Linked DNA regions of Macaca mulatta: region 2 is linked to region 1. A link is a contact called in public Hi-C data. All regions are on one chromosome and are shown on one strand. Each heading gives the region's core, a stretch centred on a gene start, on an enhancer-like site or on the middle of the called end of the contact. The rest is flanking DNA. Distances are from core to core; before and after follow the strand shown.

Region 1 (3,051 bases), core at 541-3,040:
TAATGGCAGAGTTCAAAGTCACTCAGAGGGAGGGTTTTTGTTTTTTAATGTCAGCCACCTGAAATATTTTCAGAAAGTTCTGTGATGGCTAACAGGATTAGAATGACATTGTCACAAAATGATATGAGGTGTTAAAAAGACCCCTACACGATGCGTGTCCACAGCACACAAGAAGTACCCCCCCCCCACACACACTAAGTATGACTCAGTAAGAGTGAGGAGGAGAACATCGAATTATATAAGTTACAGTTTTATTTCAAACACACAAGCACGTAGGCCAGCAGTGATAGTAAACACGCAGGCACACTTTCCCTCTGAGCATGAGAGGCGTTTGGATTTTATCTTCACAGATGCAGAACCTCTGTACTTACTTCTAAATAGCTTCCTCCTGACCCTCAGCTAAGTCAACGGGGAGAAATCAGCCACCAAGTTTTGCTAAATTGTGTACCATGACAGTGACTTGTATTTAGGAGACCTTGCATGTATCTAAAGCCCAGAGATAGCCGCCGCCACCGTTCCTCCTGATGAAAATGGCCTCACCAGCACCTTGCTGCAAACAGAGGCCAGCTCGAAACATTGATTTTCTCCCCACCCTCGCAAGGTTAGGATTCTGCTTAGAACTCTCTGCTTTAAGCTAAAATTTCCATCACCAAAGAGCCTGATTTCAGGCAGAGAAAGAACCACTTTAGCAAATGAGAGAAGCAAAGAGGAGTGGAGAAGGAGAAGGAGGGTCATTTCAACAGCAGCAAAACTCAGCCATTTTCCCTGACAGCACTTTAATTATGATGAAAGAACAAGATTTTTTTTTTTTTTTTTTTTTTGGTTTTTACAGAGGAGGCTTATGGTGGGGGGAAAGGAGGGAGCCTCTGAAAGAGATGTGAGCTGCCAAGGTACAGAGTGCAAAGTGGCTGTCACTGCCAAATGACAGATGCACTTGGAGAGGGTGAGAGAAGCCCTTCCCTGAGCCTGTGCACCAGTGGCCCATTCTGTGGGGGCCCAGGACTAGTCAGCCAGGGGCAAATGGTGAATAGGATAGCCCAAAGGAGCCACCTGCTACTGCCAGCTTTCCCCTTTCCTTCTGTGAGATTTTAACCCCGGGGGTGGTTCTCCTCTGCTGTTATGCTCTGCTCCACCGGCTTTGAAAGCCTTGGAGGGGTTTCAAGTGGTCACATACCTTATTGGTGAAAAGGATGTTTTTCTTTAAAGTCAGGTGCTAAGTCAGGTGTGAGGTTGAAATGGACACTCAATGGCTTCAGAGCTGGATAAAGGGACAGAGCCCAGGAAGCCCAGGACTGACGTTCTGATGGGCAGAGGCCGGCTATGGTTTAGGAATGGGGAAAGAGTTGGTGCACCAGATGTTAAGAAGCTACAGTCAGCTCAAGCAAGAACGAGAGAATGGCGCTGTCACTGACTTCCCACCTCTCGGCCTTGCCCGTAATCCCTGCTCTGATCCGAGGCATGGGGTCCACAGGAGGTACCTATTGTGTTGCTATAATGCCCACAAGTGGTCTGAGGATTCTGGGCTGGTAGTGTTTAGAAAGAGATAAAAGTGAATCCTAGACTCTCACAGCTGGAAAAAGCCTTTCTCCCTGGGAATGGGAAATAACAAAATGCGTCCAGGTTAGCTGTGGATTCCTTAGAGATGAAGGGAGCAGAAAGGGAGGAAAAAAAAAAACACAAAACAAAAAACAAAACAACAAAAAACATAGAAGGTGCATTATTTTGTACTTCCTTTCACCTCCCTCCTTGGTTTTAGGGCTCTTTCGTGGCATGCAACAGGAAGTGCAGGCTGTGTTGAGAGCCTCTGGTGCAGACTTACGCAGAGCACAAGAGATGATGTGAGCCTGCTTGTCTGGGCTGCGTTTGTGTAACTGAATTACACAGTATCTATGTTAGAAGTGATGTCACCCAAGAGAGCCCCGTGGCCTTGAACTAAACACCAAGGGGCATCAGGCCCCGGCCCCAGGAGGCCTGCTATGCGGCAACTTCTCTGAACAATTTGTGATTTTCTGTTCTTATTCCCCTCACTAAATTGTCATGCTGCTAGAGACACTTCTAATTTGATGGTTATTAACAGGCAGCTGGTAATGAAACAGCAAGGACTTAGGGCTTTGCAGTAGGTGAATTACGGACATTTACAAGTAAAACAACGTTATTTCTTACATTTAGCAAGAGGTTTAACAAGCAAAGTGTAACATCTGCAGAATCTTACGGGAGGAGGCAGTGGTCTTGAAATCGTGAGGCAGAACTGCAGGGATGGAGATATCGCCTTTCCGTAGAACAACTGCAATCTCCCCATCAGAGCCGACTGGAAATACAAATTTGCTCCTATCTCCATGCGTGGTGATTCTGCCTGCTACAGAGATGGAGGAACAGTGATCTTGCTGATTTTAATGGACCCATTTAGGGAAAAACACTTAAAAAATATGTGAAAATGCATTTTCCCCCTATTTCTCCTGGAAAGCAGCATTAGGGTCCAGCAGTTCTGTCTGGAAGCAGGGAGATGCAGGAGCAGCATCCTGGCTTATGACCGTTTGGCTGCTTAGTGGTTTTATTTTAGAAAGAGTTTTAATTCAGAGGCGGTGGGGGGGGGGGGCGGCACAGGGGGTGAGAGAACAAGACAAATCAGATGTAGAGGTTTGCAGAGCCTGGAGGCCAAAGGAAGCCCACTTTAGGAGACCACATTTTCAGCATCAGAATAAGTAAAGTATTTGAGGATTTTTGTCTCCTCTTAAAAATACGCAGTTTGGAAAAGGAAAATATCCAGGCTCTTTTGAGAAACATATTGAGGTGATCAGTTAACGTGAGGTGGTGGTGATTGTAATGTCGGAAGAATTGGTCTCATTTTTCATGTCACAATTAATATTGTTTGAGATTAAATAGCTTCTTAACTTAGACCATTTACATTTTACAGAGCACTAAAAAGCAAGCCTCCAAGCCACTTTCTGGCAGCACAAAGCCAAATAAATGGGAACAATATAACCTTAAAAAGATCCATTCTTTCACTTGTATCTTTGCTCTGGCCAGTATCGAGTCATTTAGCACAATCTA
Region 2 (2,742 bases), core at 136-2,635, 110 kb after region 1:
GGAACAACAGACATGGGGGATTCCAAAAGGCAGAAGGTGTGGAGGGGGGTAAAAGTTGAAAAAGGTTGGCGAAGGGATTATTAGAAGCATCACGCAATATATCAATGTAACAAACCTGCACATGTACCAAATCTAAAATTAAAACAAAACAAAAACACAACAACCAAACAAAAATCTTTCCGTGATCATCAGAGCCTGTCATACTCTCACCCCCTACTTCACACTAGGAATCGTGCTGCGGGCTTCACAACAGCATCAGCTGCTCCCTTTGGCAACTACCAGAGAGGTCCCTTCTCCAGAGATTTCTGTTGGCTCTGGGCACTTTTGCTTTGTGGGCTCTTCCATTTTAAAAAGAAAAAATTAAAAATGCTACTTTCCACTGCATTTAGTACTTTTTCTTTTCTCTTCTCTCTTCCTTCTCCTTCTCCTTTCTTCTTTTTTGACACAGTTTCACTCTGTTGCCCAGGCTGGAGTGCAATGGTGTGATCTTGGCTCACTGCAACCTCCACCTGCTGGGTTCAAGCGATTCTCGTGACTCAGCCTCTCGAGTAGCTGGGACTCAGGCGCCTGTCACCACGCCCAGCTAATTTTTGTATTATTAGTGGAGAAGGGGTTTTACCATGTTGACCAGGTTGACTGGGCTGGTCTTGAACTCCTGACCTCAGGTGATCCATCTGCCTCGGCCTCCCAAAGTGTTGGGACTACAGGTGTGAGCCACTGGTGCCCGGCCCTTTCAATTAATTAATTTATTTATTTTTCTGAGACAGGGTCTTGCTCTTTCACTCAGGCTGGAGTGCAATGGTGCAATCTTGGCTCACTGCAACCTCTACCTCCTGGGTTCAAGAGATTCTCCTGCCTCAGTCTCCCGAGTACCCGGGATTACAGGCGTGCACCACCACGCCCGGCTAATTTTTGCATTTTGAGTAGAGACGGGTTTTCACCATGTTGGCCTGGCTGGTCTCGAACTCCTGACCTCAAGTGATCCGTTTGCCTCGGTCTCCCAAAATTCTGGGATTACAGGCGTGAGCCCCCACGCCCGGTCGCGCTTAGTACTTTTTACCAAAAATAAAAGATATTAAAACATTTTCGTGGGTCTTAGACACTTCCCGAAGGATTTGTTTCCAGCTGTCAGATGAGGAAACCGGCGCTCGCAGGGCCGGCGCAGCAGGGCGGGGCTCTGCACGAGTCCAGTGGGAAACCTCTCTCCGGAGCTAAGCCCCCGGCCCACCCCGGCAGCGCTCCGGGATCGACTGGGGACGTTCCTTCCGTCGGTCCCCTTTGTTCCCAGCGCCGAGCCCGCGGCCCTGCCCTTCCTCCAGGCCCCGCCCCTTCCTCCAGGCCCCGCCTCCCGTTCTAGCCGAGGCGCGCGGCCGCGCCTGCGCCCGCCCGCCTGTCCCCGCCTCGCGCATGCGCGGCGCTCGCTCGCGGGAGAGCGTGGCGGGGGCCGCGGCGGGCGCCATCATGGACGAGGACTACTACGGGAACGCGGCCGAGTGGGGCGACGAGGCTGACGGCGGCCAGGTGAGGCGGGACACCTGGCGCCCCCCGGCGAGGATCGTTCGTCTCCGCCGCCGGCGGGCCGGCCCCGCTCCCGGCGAGGCCGCGCGGCGCGAGGCCGCGGGCGTGCGGGGGGTGTGCGCGCGCACGGCCCGCGCGGTCACCGTGTGGTTCAAGCACAGCCCGCCCCGCCCCCGCCCACCCGGGGTCCTGCAGCGCGGCCGCCGGGGTCCCCGCCTCCTCGCCTGCAGGACCGTGGGGCGGGGGTGAGGCGGCGGAGGCTCTGGCGCAGGGCGGCCCGAGGCACCCCGTACCCCCTTGCTCCGGCCAGGAGCAACCTGCGACCCCCACGGCGGGCGGGACACCAACGCTAAGGTGGAGGGTTGGGCCCGGAGCTCACACAGTTTTAAACAAAAATAAAGTGGAAAAACTTCACACCAGTATCATGGTGAAAAAGTAGAACTTAGGGCATTCCTACATGTGCTTTACTGTTTTATAAACTGTACTCTTCAGCACCTTGGGCTGATTTCATCTGTCTTTGGGCAAACTGATGGAAAGGATCTTCGGGCCTTGACCTTCCAGGGTTTGGGGTGGAAGCCCAGGAGGGATCACTGTGTTCCACCCTGAGAACAGGGCCTGCAGAGTCAGGGCAGGCAGCTCTAGTCTGGCCGGTGTGTCCCCTCCATAACTCTAAAGACCCACCTGCGGCGCATGGTTGAAATGTAGCTTCTCACATCCCTCCTCTGGAGACAGCCCAACGGTTGGTCTGGACGGGAGCCTGGGAACTTGCTTTTTTTTTTTTTTTTCCTTTGAGGCTTAGTTTCGCTCCTGTTGCCCAGGCTGGAGTGTAATGGCACCATCGCGGCTCACTGCAACCCCTGCCTCCCGGGTTCAAGCGATTCTCCTGCCTCAGCCTCCCGAGTAGCTGGGATTACAGGCGCCCACCACCACACCCAGCTAAGTTTTTAAATTTTGAGTAGAGAGGAGGTTTCACTATGTTGGCCAGGCTGGTCTCGAACTCCTGACCTCGGGTAATCCACCCACCTCGGCCTCCCAAACTGCTGGGATTACAGGCGTGAGCCACCGCGCCTCGCCCAGGAACTTGCATTTTTAACAAGAGTCAAGATTGGGGATGTCTGGTGCATTTTGAACTGGTGTTTTGAGGGAATAAAGGATGAAGTGGGGCTTACGTTGATGACCATGGGTGGTGGTGTGATGGCGGCTTCCGAGCCGTGGTATAAAATG

The links. A called contact is a pair of places that touch in the nucleus more often than the background predicts.
Region 2: a contact with region 1 is called in a Hi-C map of CD4 T cells, with 2.3 times the contacts expected there. The contact joins the promoter of NELFCD here to the enhancer-like site in region 1. A contact is called at or near these places in 4 of 14 Hi-C or Micro-C datasets (CD4 T cells, cortical neurons, fetal cortex germinal zone and 1 more).

The regions. Positions count from the first base shown.
Region 1 is chr10:111,667,586-111,670,636 of T2T-MMU8v2.0, forward strand. All of the region lies in intron 1 of LOC100424899 (guanine nucleotide-binding protein G(s) subunit alpha), which reads left to right. The region is part of intron 1 of LOC144329396 (neuroendocrine secretory protein 55); the gene reads left to right. Among named protein-coding and RNA genes, the nearest start is that of MIR298, 60 kb to the left of the region's middle. Within about 2 kb of position 1,791, at least 7 of the 40 cell types and tissues checked have an H3K27ac peak or open chromatin away from gene starts, as enhancers often do. A contact at or near this core is called in CD4 T cells, where this site is marked.
Region 2 is chr10:111,776,799-111,779,540 of T2T-MMU8v2.0, forward strand. NELFCD (negative elongation factor complex member C/D) reads left to right here and starts at 1,386. Exons shown (of 15, transcript XR_013400083.1): 1 at 1,386-1,521. It overlaps LOC144332214 (a long non-coding RNA gene), which reads right to left and starts at 1,298. Exons shown (of 2, transcript XR_013400102.1): 1 at 951-1,298.